3 separate regions of the Mus musculus genome follow, and regions 1 and 2 are each linked to region 3. The links are chromatin contacts, called in public ChIA-PET and promoter capture Hi-C maps. All regions are on one chromosome and are shown on one strand. Each heading gives the region's core, a stretch centred on a gene start, on an enhancer-like site or on the middle of the called end of the contact. The rest is flanking DNA. Distances are from core to core; before and after follow the strand shown. Region 1 holds the start of Ddi2 (DNA-damage inducible protein 2). Region 2 holds the start of Tmem82 (transmembrane protein 82). Region 3 holds the start of Cplane2 (ciliogenesis and planar polarity effector 2).

Evidence for each region. ChIA-PET counts read pairs in DNA pulled down with a chosen protein or histone mark. Capture Hi-C pulls out chosen DNA fragments and counts their contacts.
Region 1: a promoter capture Hi-C map of liver shows a contact between it and region 3. The contact joins the promoter of Ddi2 here to the promoter of Cplane2 in region 3. A contact is called at or near these places in 1 of 484 Hi-C or Micro-C datasets (LSK cells), 3 of 115 datasets of contacts at active chromatin or transcription factors (effector CD8 T cells, memory CD8 T cells and pancreatic cancer cells) and 1 of 9 other capture datasets (liver).
Region 2: a contact with region 3 is called in an RNA polymerase II ChIA-PET map of memory CD8 T cells, with 6 read pairs. The contact joins the promoter of Tmem82 here to the promoter of Cplane2 in region 3. A contact is called at or near these places in 2 of 115 datasets of contacts at active chromatin or transcription factors (memory CD8 T cells and neural tube).

Annotation. Positions count from the first base shown.
Region 1 is chr4:141,721,325-141,724,963 of GRCm38.p6, forward strand. Ddi2 (DNA-damage inducible protein 2) reads right to left here and starts at 2,095. Exons shown (of 10, transcript NM_001017966.2): 1 at 1,733-2,095. The coding sequence starts at 1,870.
Region 2 is chr4:141,617,107-141,620,940 of GRCm38.p6, forward strand. Tmem82 (transmembrane protein 82) reads right to left here and starts at 1,527. Exons shown (of 6, transcript NM_145987.2): 1 at 793-1,527; 2 at 534-606; 3 at 189-363. The coding sequence starts at 880. It overlaps Slc25a34 (solute carrier family 25, member 34), which reads right to left. Exons shown (of 5, transcript NM_001013780.1): 5 at 1,718-3,488. The coding sequence ends at 3,306.
Region 3 is chr4:141,212,498-141,216,218 of GRCm38.p6, forward strand. It overlaps Cplane2 (ciliogenesis and planar polarity effector 2), which reads left to right and starts at 1,459. Exons shown (of 6, transcript NM_001081174.2): 1 at 1,459-1,566; 2 at 1,826-1,975. The coding sequence starts at 1,864.

The DNA.
Region 1 (3,639 bases), core at 845-3,344, 510 kb after region 3:
GTGCTAGCTAGGATGACGTGCACACAGGATGGAGGAAGAGAAACAGCAGAGAAACAGCTTCACCCTCTGTAGACCTCAAGTCCTACCAACAAATTCAACTTAAAATTACTCCCCATCAGCTGGCAATTATAACTTGGGTCATCAAAACACCCTACACACACACACACACACACACACACACAAAAATTGAAAAAAATTTTTAAAAAAAACTTCAAAACTGAAAACTGAACTTGGGCATGATAGTGTATTCTTGTAATCCCAGCTGTACAGGAGCCTGAAGCAGGAGGGCTGCTGTCTGAGACTAGCCTTGACCCCACAGTTGAGACCTTGTCTCAAAAACAACAACAACAACAAAAAACCCAACAACAACAACAAAAAAAACCAAAGCAAACAAACAAAAACCAAAAGCAGCTGGTTGTGATGGCTCAGGCCTTAACTCCAAACATTTGGGAGGCAAAGTCAACAGGGATCTCTGAGTGTAGATGGGAGCCAGTGTTTTATATAGTGAGACCTGCCTTAAAAACAAAACAAACAACAACCAGCAATTAATCAATCCTCTAAAAAGTCAAATCTCCCCCAGCCCCCCAAACTCCCTGGTCCTAGCTTGCCCCTGCTACCTGTATGAGGAGGCTGACCAACAGGAATGGGGTCCTAGGTTTTTGTGGGTTAATTTTTCTGTGGAAATTGGGGGAACTGTTTATTCCCAACTTTTGCCAGACCGCGTATGTGAGTGACACCTCCTTCCCTAAAATAGATCCTTCCAGAAAGAGCTGCATGCCAAGGTTCTAAAGTTCACATTGTGTGAAGGAATGGTACTTCTGAACACAATATTGACACGCAGAGTTTACCGTAAGTCAGGACAGAACAGGCAGTCGTTGGGCAACAGTTTTTGGAACTATTTCATAATTGCAGAAGGAAATCAAGATTTACATTCTGGGGCCTTGGGAGCTGTCTATAATTTTCTGGTGTTTAGACTACACCCAGCGGGGGCCACTTTGGTTAGAATCTTAAGGGATTTAGTGCAAAGGTTACAAAATAGTCCACCTATTGTTTGATGAAGTCTACTAAGGACACCAAAGCATTTTGAGAATATATTTTCTTGTTAAAACATGAGAAGGCTGAACTCCTGGCCGCCGAATCCCTCGGGGGTCTTCAGACAGTAGGCCATTTTCAAGCTAATATCCTTCGAAAGCACTGAGCTTTGAACTGACCCAACTAAACTGGGCCCAGAAAGGAGGAGGGCTTTGGCCTGAGAGAAGCAGACAGACTGAGTTAACCTAACCATTACTTTAATTAATATATGACATATATATATGTGTGTGTGTGTATACATATATAATAAATTAACCAAAAATGTATGCATTTCCAGAGACGTCAATGGCAGAGTGAGTCTCAAACTTTTTCCCCTCACTTTCAACCGCAAATCTGCATTCTCCCAGGTAGTAAACTGCGCATATTGGAGCGGTCCAAATAAGCGAACCCCAGGCAGGCGTCGTTCTCCCAGTGATCCAAACTGGTATTTCTGGTCGGAAAGTCAGGAGATCCCGGATGAGGACCCAGGCTCCCGAAGGCCAGAAGGTGGGGAGGGCTGCCCGCCCGCGCACGTGCCCCTCTAGCTGCAGTGGGTGCATCCACGGGCGGCTGCAGGACTCGGCCCCCGCCGGCCCCCAGCTCCCCCCGCCCCCGGCCACAGCGGCCGGAGGCCCCCGCTCGCTGCCGCACCCCGGCGTACCTGGCTCTCGGCGGCGGGGATGCCGGACTCGAGCTCGCACAGCGCGCGGAAGTTGTGCAGCTCGAAGTCGGCGTCGACCTGGAGGGAAAAGGTCACCTCGGAGAGGTCCCTCCGCACACAGTACACGGTGAGCAGCATGGCCCGGGCCCGACCCGGCTCGACTCGGCCCGGCCTGGGCGCTGGGCGGAAGGCAGTCGGCGGCTGGGGAGACCTGGCGGCAGCGGCGGGAGGGCGACGGGCGCGGGCTGCTCGCTCGCTCGCTCGCTCGCTCCTTTCCTCCCTCACACGCGCGCAATGACTCACTCGCTCCCGCCCTCGGCAGCCAGCGCGGCCGCCGCCACCCGCCTGCGACGCCGTCTGCCTGCCTGCCGGCCTGCCTCCCACCGCTGCCGTCAAGCTCGCGGGCCGCCCGCCCGGCGCCCCGCCCCGTCGCAACGCCACGGCCGTAAAGCGCGCCAGGCTGCCGGCAGCCTTCGCGACGCTAGGCTGTGGGGCAGGGCGGGGCTGGGGAGACTGGAGGGAGGAATGGGGATGCGGGGTGGGGGAACCCCACGATTTAATGCTTGAGCTCCGGAGTATTCCAGGATCCCAGTCCCAGTTAGTCATCCAACGGGGACCTACTGTGCGAATGGCGTGTGCATAAAAATGGTTGAAAGACAAATTAAGCACATCTTTCTAAAACAGAGTTTTCGTAATGGAAGTTGTCATTTCAGTAATATTAACTCGGTTTCGACTTGGTAATGAATGTAGGACGAAAATCCAGATCCTTTGCTGTGCTCGAGGCCCATCCCAGCCTGCGGGCTGGCATGGCTGCGCTGGCAGCCACACACACACAGCACAGTTCTTAGTTAACTCACTCTCAGACTGCATCCAGCACTGGACGTTTACTGGGTACGGTTTAGAATTTACTCCGTATACTGGGACTGGTAGCGCAAACCTGTAATCCCAGCTACTCAGGAGGGTGAACAGAAGGCTGGCAAATTCCAAGCCTGCCTGGATCATAAGTGTTCCAGTCTGAACAATTTACTTTAATGGTATAGATAAAATACCTTGTTGACATCTTGCCTACCAGGACCAAGCTCAACCTCAGCAGGACAAAAAGACAGTACTTGGGAAACAGTCGTTATTTTAGTGGCCACTCAATTCATAAGAAGATGTAGATACCAAGAATGGTAAAAATCCGAAAACATCTCCCGGGCCCACTAGGGTGGTCCACATTTGTAATCCCAGCACTCAGGAGTGTTTGGTTTCCAGTCCTGGATTAGGGGCTGAGGTATGCATTGTACAAATCAAAGGCTCAAGGTTCTCCTGACATCCCTCTGTCCCTACCTGGCAGGGACTCAGCTGCCCTTCCCCCAGAGACTCTTCTGCATTTAATACAGATATCATATCATATATGATATCATTGGTCTCTCTCTCCCCCCCACCCCCATTCTCTTTCTTTCTTTCTCTCTTTCTCTCTTTCTTTCTTTCTTTCTTTCTTTCTTTCTTTCTTTCTTTCTTTCTTTCTTTTCCCTCTTCTCCTTTCCCTTCCCATGGCGACTAATATGGCTTCCTTCCTCTCCTTCCTTGGGACCAGTGAATTCGTCCTCCTGACAGAAGCTTCCCAACCCAACAAACCCGCATTTACGACGAGCTAATCTGTCTTGAATTGGTTCATTTCACCATCATCCAGGAGCAGAGACTGCAGGATCACTACAAGCACAAGGATTTCCACTCCTGGCTCCGTGGAGCGAGGAGCCTCCTCCAGCAGAACAGGAAGGAAATGGGAAGCAGGGTGGCTGTGGATGCTGCAAGAACTTCACTTTGCAGAAAAGACAGAATACATAGGCGCAAGACTTTTACAAAAACAGAAGTGGAGACGCTGGGACCACAGGACAGGGCTGAAATCAAGCATCCGTGACAGA
Region 2 (3,834 bases), core at 277-2,776, 400 kb after region 3:
GATTGTGTGTGTGTGTGTGTGTGTGTGTGTGTGTGTGTGTGTGTGTGTGTGTTGGGTCTGTCTCGTACTGCCAGGCAACAAACTAAAATCTATGGTTTCCATCTGAAAGTGGGGGTGGGGTCACTAGGCTCTATTTCCCAATCCAGAGGATGAAAGTGGCCCAGAGTGGCCCCACGCTGTCGTCTCACCTTGCCCAGAGACAGCAGAGTGGACACAGCCCGGAGCGAGAACTCCAAGACGACGAGGGCGGCTACCCGGGACCCTATCAAGGTCAGGAACAGGGTCAGACCAGCCAGATGCAGCATCTCCAACGAGGCCCATTGCGCGCTCAGCCGCTGCTTTTGGGGCTGCCGCTGGGGGTCACTGTGGGGGCAGAATGGGTGCCGGCTGAAAGACAGGATCACGGGGTCCTGTCCCGTGGGAGAGTTGCCAGGGCTCCAGCTCAACTCTCTCGGCTCTCTCCAAGAGAGACCAGACTCCGCTCAGGGACCAACTGCCTGGGCAAGGTGGGTGGGACCGACGTGGACACTCACTTGACACAGGCCACGAAGAAATAAACTTTCAGGAGACTGTTGAGAACCGAGACTCCAAGGGCCCCGATCAAGCCTGAGCCAGACAAAGGAGAGGGTGAAGGGGGGGGGGCGTTAGTGTTGTCGGGGAGGAGGCAGGGTGAGCTCAGGGGGCAGCCAGGAGCCGAGACCCCCACGTGGATGTGGGGCCCACCTTGCACTCCGCCCACCCGCGGGAGGGACGTGGCGGGGAGGGGCAGGTGTGCATCCCAGAGGCGCTCACCTTGCAGAAGGCTGTCGAAGAGACTGGAACCCCACTCAAAGGAAGGGAGGCTGGGGAGCCAGGAGGAGAGGGAAGGCAGGGAGAACATGGCAGCCTCCAGGAACCCTCAGCCTCCGACCGGGTCCGCGCTGGGACAAACCCAATGATATCACTGGTCAAAGGTGTCTCTAGAGGACAGGGGAGGGACTAGGAAAGGGTCAAAGGCCTGGGGGCGGGGCCGGGGAGACAGCTGCCTTAGATCTTCCAGGTTGCTGGATTCAGTGGCACTGTCAGCTCGCAGCTGCTGGTGGCTTCCCATTCAGGTCTCAAGGGCAAAGCAGTTAACTGGTTCTGGTCTGTCCCCGCTAGACTTCAAGGCCACCATGCCTTCCGGAAGTCCCTCTTCGGCCAGCTCACCTGGCCTTCCCCCTCTCAGGTGTGGCCCGCACTCAACCTGAAGTGTGACTTGGCCCTCTCAAGTTCCCAAAGCAGAGCTGCTCCCCGCAGCGCTCTGTCTCTTCGGGCTTCTGAAAATTAGTAGTTTAGCTTCTACAAGCCACAGGGAAAGAAGGGTTTGGAATCCCCTTAAGACTTAGGTTGAAGCTGGGCGTGGTGGCGCACACCTTTAATCCCAGCACTCGGGAGGCAGAGGCAGGCGGATTTCTGAGTTCGAGGCCAGCCTGGTCTACAGAGTGAGTTCCAGGATAGCCAGGGCTACACAAAGAAACCCTGTCTCGAAAAAAAAAAAAAAAAAAAAAAGACTCCGGTTGAGCGCAGTCTTTCTTGGGGTCATACTGTTCTCCTTCCGTCCACTAGGTGGCAGGCTTCACCTGGGCGGGCGGGCACTGCTTTTTGGGTCCTTCCTAGAAATAAAAGGCTTGAGATTGAGGGTTTGGGGCGGGGCGGGGCGGGGCAGGGACAGGGAAGCAGAGGGCAATTGCCAAAGTTTACAAAATATAAAACTTTATTGGAGTGTTCAGGAGTGTTCATCTGGAGTAATTTTTCTCACTTGGGAAGTGGTTGGGGAAGGTGGTTGAGGCTACCTGGCCAAGAGCGAGTGTCCACTTTCATAGGAGAAAGGCCACTGGGTGCCTTACACACCTGTCCCTGTGGTGGAGCGTGCCTGCAGTCTGGAGAGAGGGCTCGGAGTGTGTCGTTGGCCCTGCAGTGGCTCTGCTCCGTGACCCACATGGACAGGCACCCTCTTTCCTAGGCCTGAGCTCCCCCGGACGTACACAAACAGGAAGCCTGGACTCAAGCGCTCTAAGACTGCTGCTGACGCCCTAATCCAGCCCCTCAGGGACTGTAGAGGGAGGCCGTGGTAGCTCCCTCGGTAATATGCAGTCCCTGTGTGGGTCCTATTCAACAGAACTGGGTCTCCATCTCCCTGTCCTCCTCCTCCTCCTCTTCCTCCTCCTCCTCTTCCTCCCTTTCCTCCCTCCCCAACCCCCTTCTCCCCTCCTCTCCCTCTCTCTCCTCTCTGGCTCTCATGGAATCCAGGCTGACCTCAGACTTGCTATGGAGCCGAGGATGACTCCGAACTCCAGATCCTCCTGCCTCTGCCTCCCCAGGGCTGAGAATACAGGCAGGGGCCATCATGCCCAGTTCATTTGGATCCTGGGGGGCCTCGTGGGCATCAGGTGGGCAGTCTGCCGACTGATCTATGTCCCCAGCCTGAGGAAAGCTGATTTTACTCAGATTCAGAGAAGACCAAAGGAAGCTGCTCATTTTAAAGTCAAGGAAAGAGGTCTCAGGAGAAGTCAGCCTTGGGCTGTGGTGTGGACCACGGGCAGATCACGTGACCAGCATGCCCAGGCCCTGGCTCTACCACAGCACCACAGATAACTGAAATAAAAGAGAGACGCCAACACCGCCAATACCTTCCTGCGCTTCCAGCTTCAGAAGGTAGGAAAACAGGGTTGTTTGTTTTGCTAAGCCATTGAGGCAGCTTCAGAACTTGGTTTGATAACTAGCTTTGGCCAACCAGACTCTGGGGACACCAAGGACTCCCTGGTGGCACAAGGGTCTCACATGCAGTGGCCTCTGAGGGACACGAAGCCCAGTAGTCCTGATGTAGCCTTGTCTTCGTTGAGAGCATGGTATGGGGGTAGGCAGAGTTGAACTCCAGTCCTGGCTCTGTCATGGCAAACATATGTGGCTCCAGCCAGAGACATGGCTCCCCTCAGCCTCAGTTTCCCCATGCTGAGAGAGGCTCATGTGGTCACACAGTGGGTGGAGGACTGAGGAGCCAGTGCAGCTGAGTGGCTCCCCTAATGGGAATCTTTAAATGTAGGCATTGCTGTGGCCATGAGCTAAGGCATGGTAACCCAGGGGAGAGAAGGGAAATAAAGAGGTGGTGACATGGGGCACACTGGTCCTGGGGCTCAATGGATCCCAGTTGTCCATTGTTCCTTGCCTTCTCCTCCTGGCTTGTGGCAGGGCCTGACTCAAGCTAGCTCTGGGCAGCCAGTCTTACACTGACAGGCCATCACCTCTACCAGATGGCAGGCTTGGTGGTGGGATGAGGGTTGAGTCTAGGTGCCCTGGTGCTGGGCCCTCGCAACCAGTTTCCGAAGCTCATCCCAGAAGAACATGCTAAGGATGGTGTGGGGACCCAAGCGCAGATAGGCAGGGCCTAGGCCTTTGTAGAGTGCCAGGGGTCCCTCCTGTTGACAGGTCTTCACCAGGCAATCAGCGAGGCCCCCATACAGCTGGCCCTGGGGATAAACATGGGGAGAGGGTTGAGGGTCCCAGATGACACAGCCGAGTGTGTCTAGTAGTGTCAGAAGCAGCATCTGTTCCCATACAGGAGGGTTATAGACTGTGCTGCTAATAAAAAGGAGCCTTTGCCTGCAGGCAGATAGCCTCCTTCAGGGCTTGGATACAGCTTGGATATGGAGGCACACAAGCCTTTGTCCTCACACTTCCTATCGATGTTATGACAGAAAGGCCAAAATTCCAAACCCTGTCTCTCTCTCCCTCCCTCCCTCCCTCCCTCCCTCCCTCCCTCCCTCCCTCCCTCCCTCCCTTCCTTGCTTCCTTCCTTCCTTCCTCTCTCTCTCT
Region 3 (3,721 bases), core at 209-2,708:
TCAGATCTAAATCTTTCTGGTCTGTGATTGACAGATCTCTGCCACTACAGAAAGGGCCTCATCTCAGGAGCATGTGCAATGGGTTCCGTCCAGCCACAGACTCCAGTAGAAATGGTTTCCTCTTGCACAGCCTTGCTGCCTCGTAAGGCAGGGACCGAAGCACCCTCTCTTGCACCCTCCTCCCTTGCCCACCTCCGTCTGCCTCCGTGGGTCTGTGACCTCCTTGCTGCTATTGACTTCACTAGCACTCCTAGGTGCCGAGGGTGAAGTCTTGAAAACCCAGAACCCAGTCTGGCCGGATAGATAACATGTTTTTAGAGTCAGGTAACCCAGGCTTCTGAGTCTGTTTTTCCACTGACGAGGTGTGTTCCAGCTACCTCATCTGGAGTAGCAAAGACATGAAGCTGTTTATATAGAGATGAGTGTCCACAGACTCCAGGGCAAGCGGCCCTCACGGAGTCTACTTAACTCATTCCTTGCAAAGCAGTGGCTGGCCCTCCTTGAAGACGCTGCTCGAGATGCTGGTGAAGATGACAGACGTCACTCAGAGTGTCTCAAACACCCGCTCATCTTGTGCAGCTCACAGGCATTTCCTGAGCTGCCATCTTTGGGGTTGCTCACAGGTCCGGGCCGGAGCATCCAGTCCGAGGGCAGGACTTCTGGCTCACCCTTGCTTCCCAGCACCAACCAGATGCTGGGCACACAGTTGGGGCTTGGTCATTGTTGAATGACAAGAATGAATAAATCAATTAGTAGACAAATGGCTCTTTATTCAGACCTCTTACAAAGCCCCTTGAAGCCTCAATCCAGAGGTATTTGACTCTGGACCTGCTGGGCAGGGTTGATGGAGCTGTGATGTTAATAACAGGAGCGTAAGAACTAAACCTGCTGAGCTTTGCTGCCCAGCATGGTTGTAAAGAACCCTGTGAAGGTAAATAAATAAATGGCCAGACATGGTAGCACATGCCTTTAATCCCAGCACTAAGAGGCAGGGGAGTTTCTGTGAATTCAAGGATAGCCTGATCTACAGAGAGTGTTTAAGGACAGTAAAGGCTACTATACAGAGAAACCCTGTCTCGAGGAGGAGGAAGAGGAGGAGAAGGAGGAGGAGGAGGAGGAGGAGGAGGAGAGGGATGAGAAAAGAGAGGAGGAGGAGCAGGAAGAGGAGGAGGAAGAGGAGGAGGTAGAAGAAGAGGAGGAGAAAGGGAAAGAAAAAAAAGAAAGGAAATAATATCCATTTTGTAGAAAAGGAAACTTAAGAGGCTCAGAAAACTGATGAAGCCTCCTTTCTGGGGGAGATGATCATGTTTGATAGGAAAATATGAGCTCACATTGGTAAAGTCGAATAAGAAAGATCCTGCTTAGGGAAGGAGCTGCAGACCTTGCAAAACCTACAAAGACCCGCCGGAATTCAGGAGCCCCGCCTCCGCCTGCGTCGCCATGGCAACATTTCTGCGCATGCGCTTCGTGGTCAGCGTCTTGACCTGACGGAAGCAGGCTCTGCTGGCAGGACAGAAAAGAAGGGCGGGCTTTTAAATCGTCACCCTGCTGGCGGGGACTGTGAAGGTTGGTGGTCCCGGGAGTCGGAATTGAGGGGGTAGAGGCGAAGTGGGGCTCGGAAGGAGATAAGGCAGAGGGGACTTGTGGAAATACCTTCCCAGGACAAGGATGGGTTAGTTCCCCAGAGAGCAATGTAGAAGGATGGGGCTATAGAAATGCACCTTCGGGATGGGGATCCAGGTTCCAAAGGAAAGCCAGAGAGAGATTAAGGACCTCGGAGTCGCCTTGCGATAATGGTTGGCCCTCTCTCCACTTCTACTCCCAGTATTCGGACACATCCTTACCTTACTGGCGTACTCAAGCATGGCCAGACCTCCCATGCACGGTTCGGTGATTGTCCCAGACTGGCATGAGACGGTCGAGGGTAAGGAGTACTTAGCCTGCATCCTGCGCAAGAATCGCCGGCGGGAGTTTGGTAAGCGGCACCCCACCTCACCCCACCCCCGTCCCCCAGACCTCACCACGTGCCACTAGTACACTCTTGACACTCCCTGGGGCGGCAGGAACAGATCTGTGGAACCTGCCCCACAGCACTTCTGACCATCGAGGTCTCCTGGGTGCCGCCTCTAGCCTCTAGTCTCAGGCCCCCTTCCCCAAATCTCCTTAAAGCTAATTCCACCAACAGAGCCAGGAACCTGGAAACAGCCCATGCCTGCCAACAGCAACTGTCACCAGAGATGCTGTTGACTGAGCCCTCACTTGGGGTCATGCCCTCTGCTGGGCACTTTGCACAGCAACCTTGCAACCTTGTTTCAGAAAGCGTTTCACTATGTTGCCAGTATTCATTGTTGTGTATCCAGTACTGGTTATGTAGACCAGGCTGACCTCAAACTCACAGAGATCCACCTGGCCTCTATCTTCTAAGTGCTGGGATCAAAGTCACGCATCACCACACCATGTCCTGCCTATTCAACTTTCTATTTATTTATTTTATGTATATGAGGGCTCTGTCTGCATGAATGTCTGCAGACCAGAAGAGGAAACAGTGTGAGACACCATCCATGTAGGTGCTGAGAATTGAACTCTGGAAGAGCAGCCTGTGCTGAGCCATCTCTCCAGCTCCTGCTGTGCAGTTTTAAGAACTCATAAAGATCCCAATGAGTTGGTTTGGGGATTTATTTGTAGTAGCTGTAAATATTTTTGCTTATATTTCCCTATTAAAGAAGAAATTGTAATATATATATATATTTTTTTAATTAATTTAATTTTTTTCCGAAACAGGGTTTTTCTGTATAGCCCTGGCTGTCCTGGAACTCACTCAGTAGACCAGGCTGGCCTGGAACTCAGAAATCCACCTGCCTCTGCCTCCCAAGTGCTGGGATTAAAGGTGTGCGCCACCACTGCCTGGCCTAAGATATATTTTTATGTATAAGAAAGCCAGATTGAATAGTAACAGTATTGGGGTTGGACAGATGGCTCAGTGGTTAAGAGCACTGACTGCTCTTCCAGAGGTCCTGAGTTCAATTCCCACCATCCACATGGTGGCTCACAACCATCTGTAATGGGATCTAGTCCTCTCTTCTGGTGTGCAGGCATACATGCAGGGAGAACACAGTATATATAATAAATAAATCTTTTAAAAAAATCACACCAGAAAGTGGTGGCACATGTCTTTAATACCAACACTTGGGAGGCAGAGGCAGGCGAATGTATGAGTTCTGAATTTGAGGCTAGCCTGTTTTACAGAGTGAGTTCCAAGACAGCTAAGAAACCCTGTCTTAAAAAAAAAAATCAAACTTAAAGGGGGGCTGGGAGCTGGAAGAGCTGGAGAGATAGCTCTGCAGTTAAGAGTACTAGCTGCCTTTCCAGAAGGCCTAGGTTGAATTCCGAGCATCCACATGGCAGATACAACTGCCTGTCTCTCCAGACCCAGGGAATCAACCCCTTTGTCTAGCCTCTGCCGGCACCAGGCATGCATTATGCATTCACCAATGCAGGCACTCATCAAAATAGATGCATAAGTCTTTAAACAAAAACAACAAGCCTGGTGGTGGCTCACACCTTTAATCCCAGCACTTGGGAGGCAGAGACAGGCAGATTTCTGAGTTCAAGGCCAGCCTGGTCTACAAAGTGAATTTCAGGACAGCAAGGGCTATACAGAGAAACCCTGTCTCCAAAAACAAAAACAACAACAAAAAGCTTTGTGTTTGGGGGACAGTGA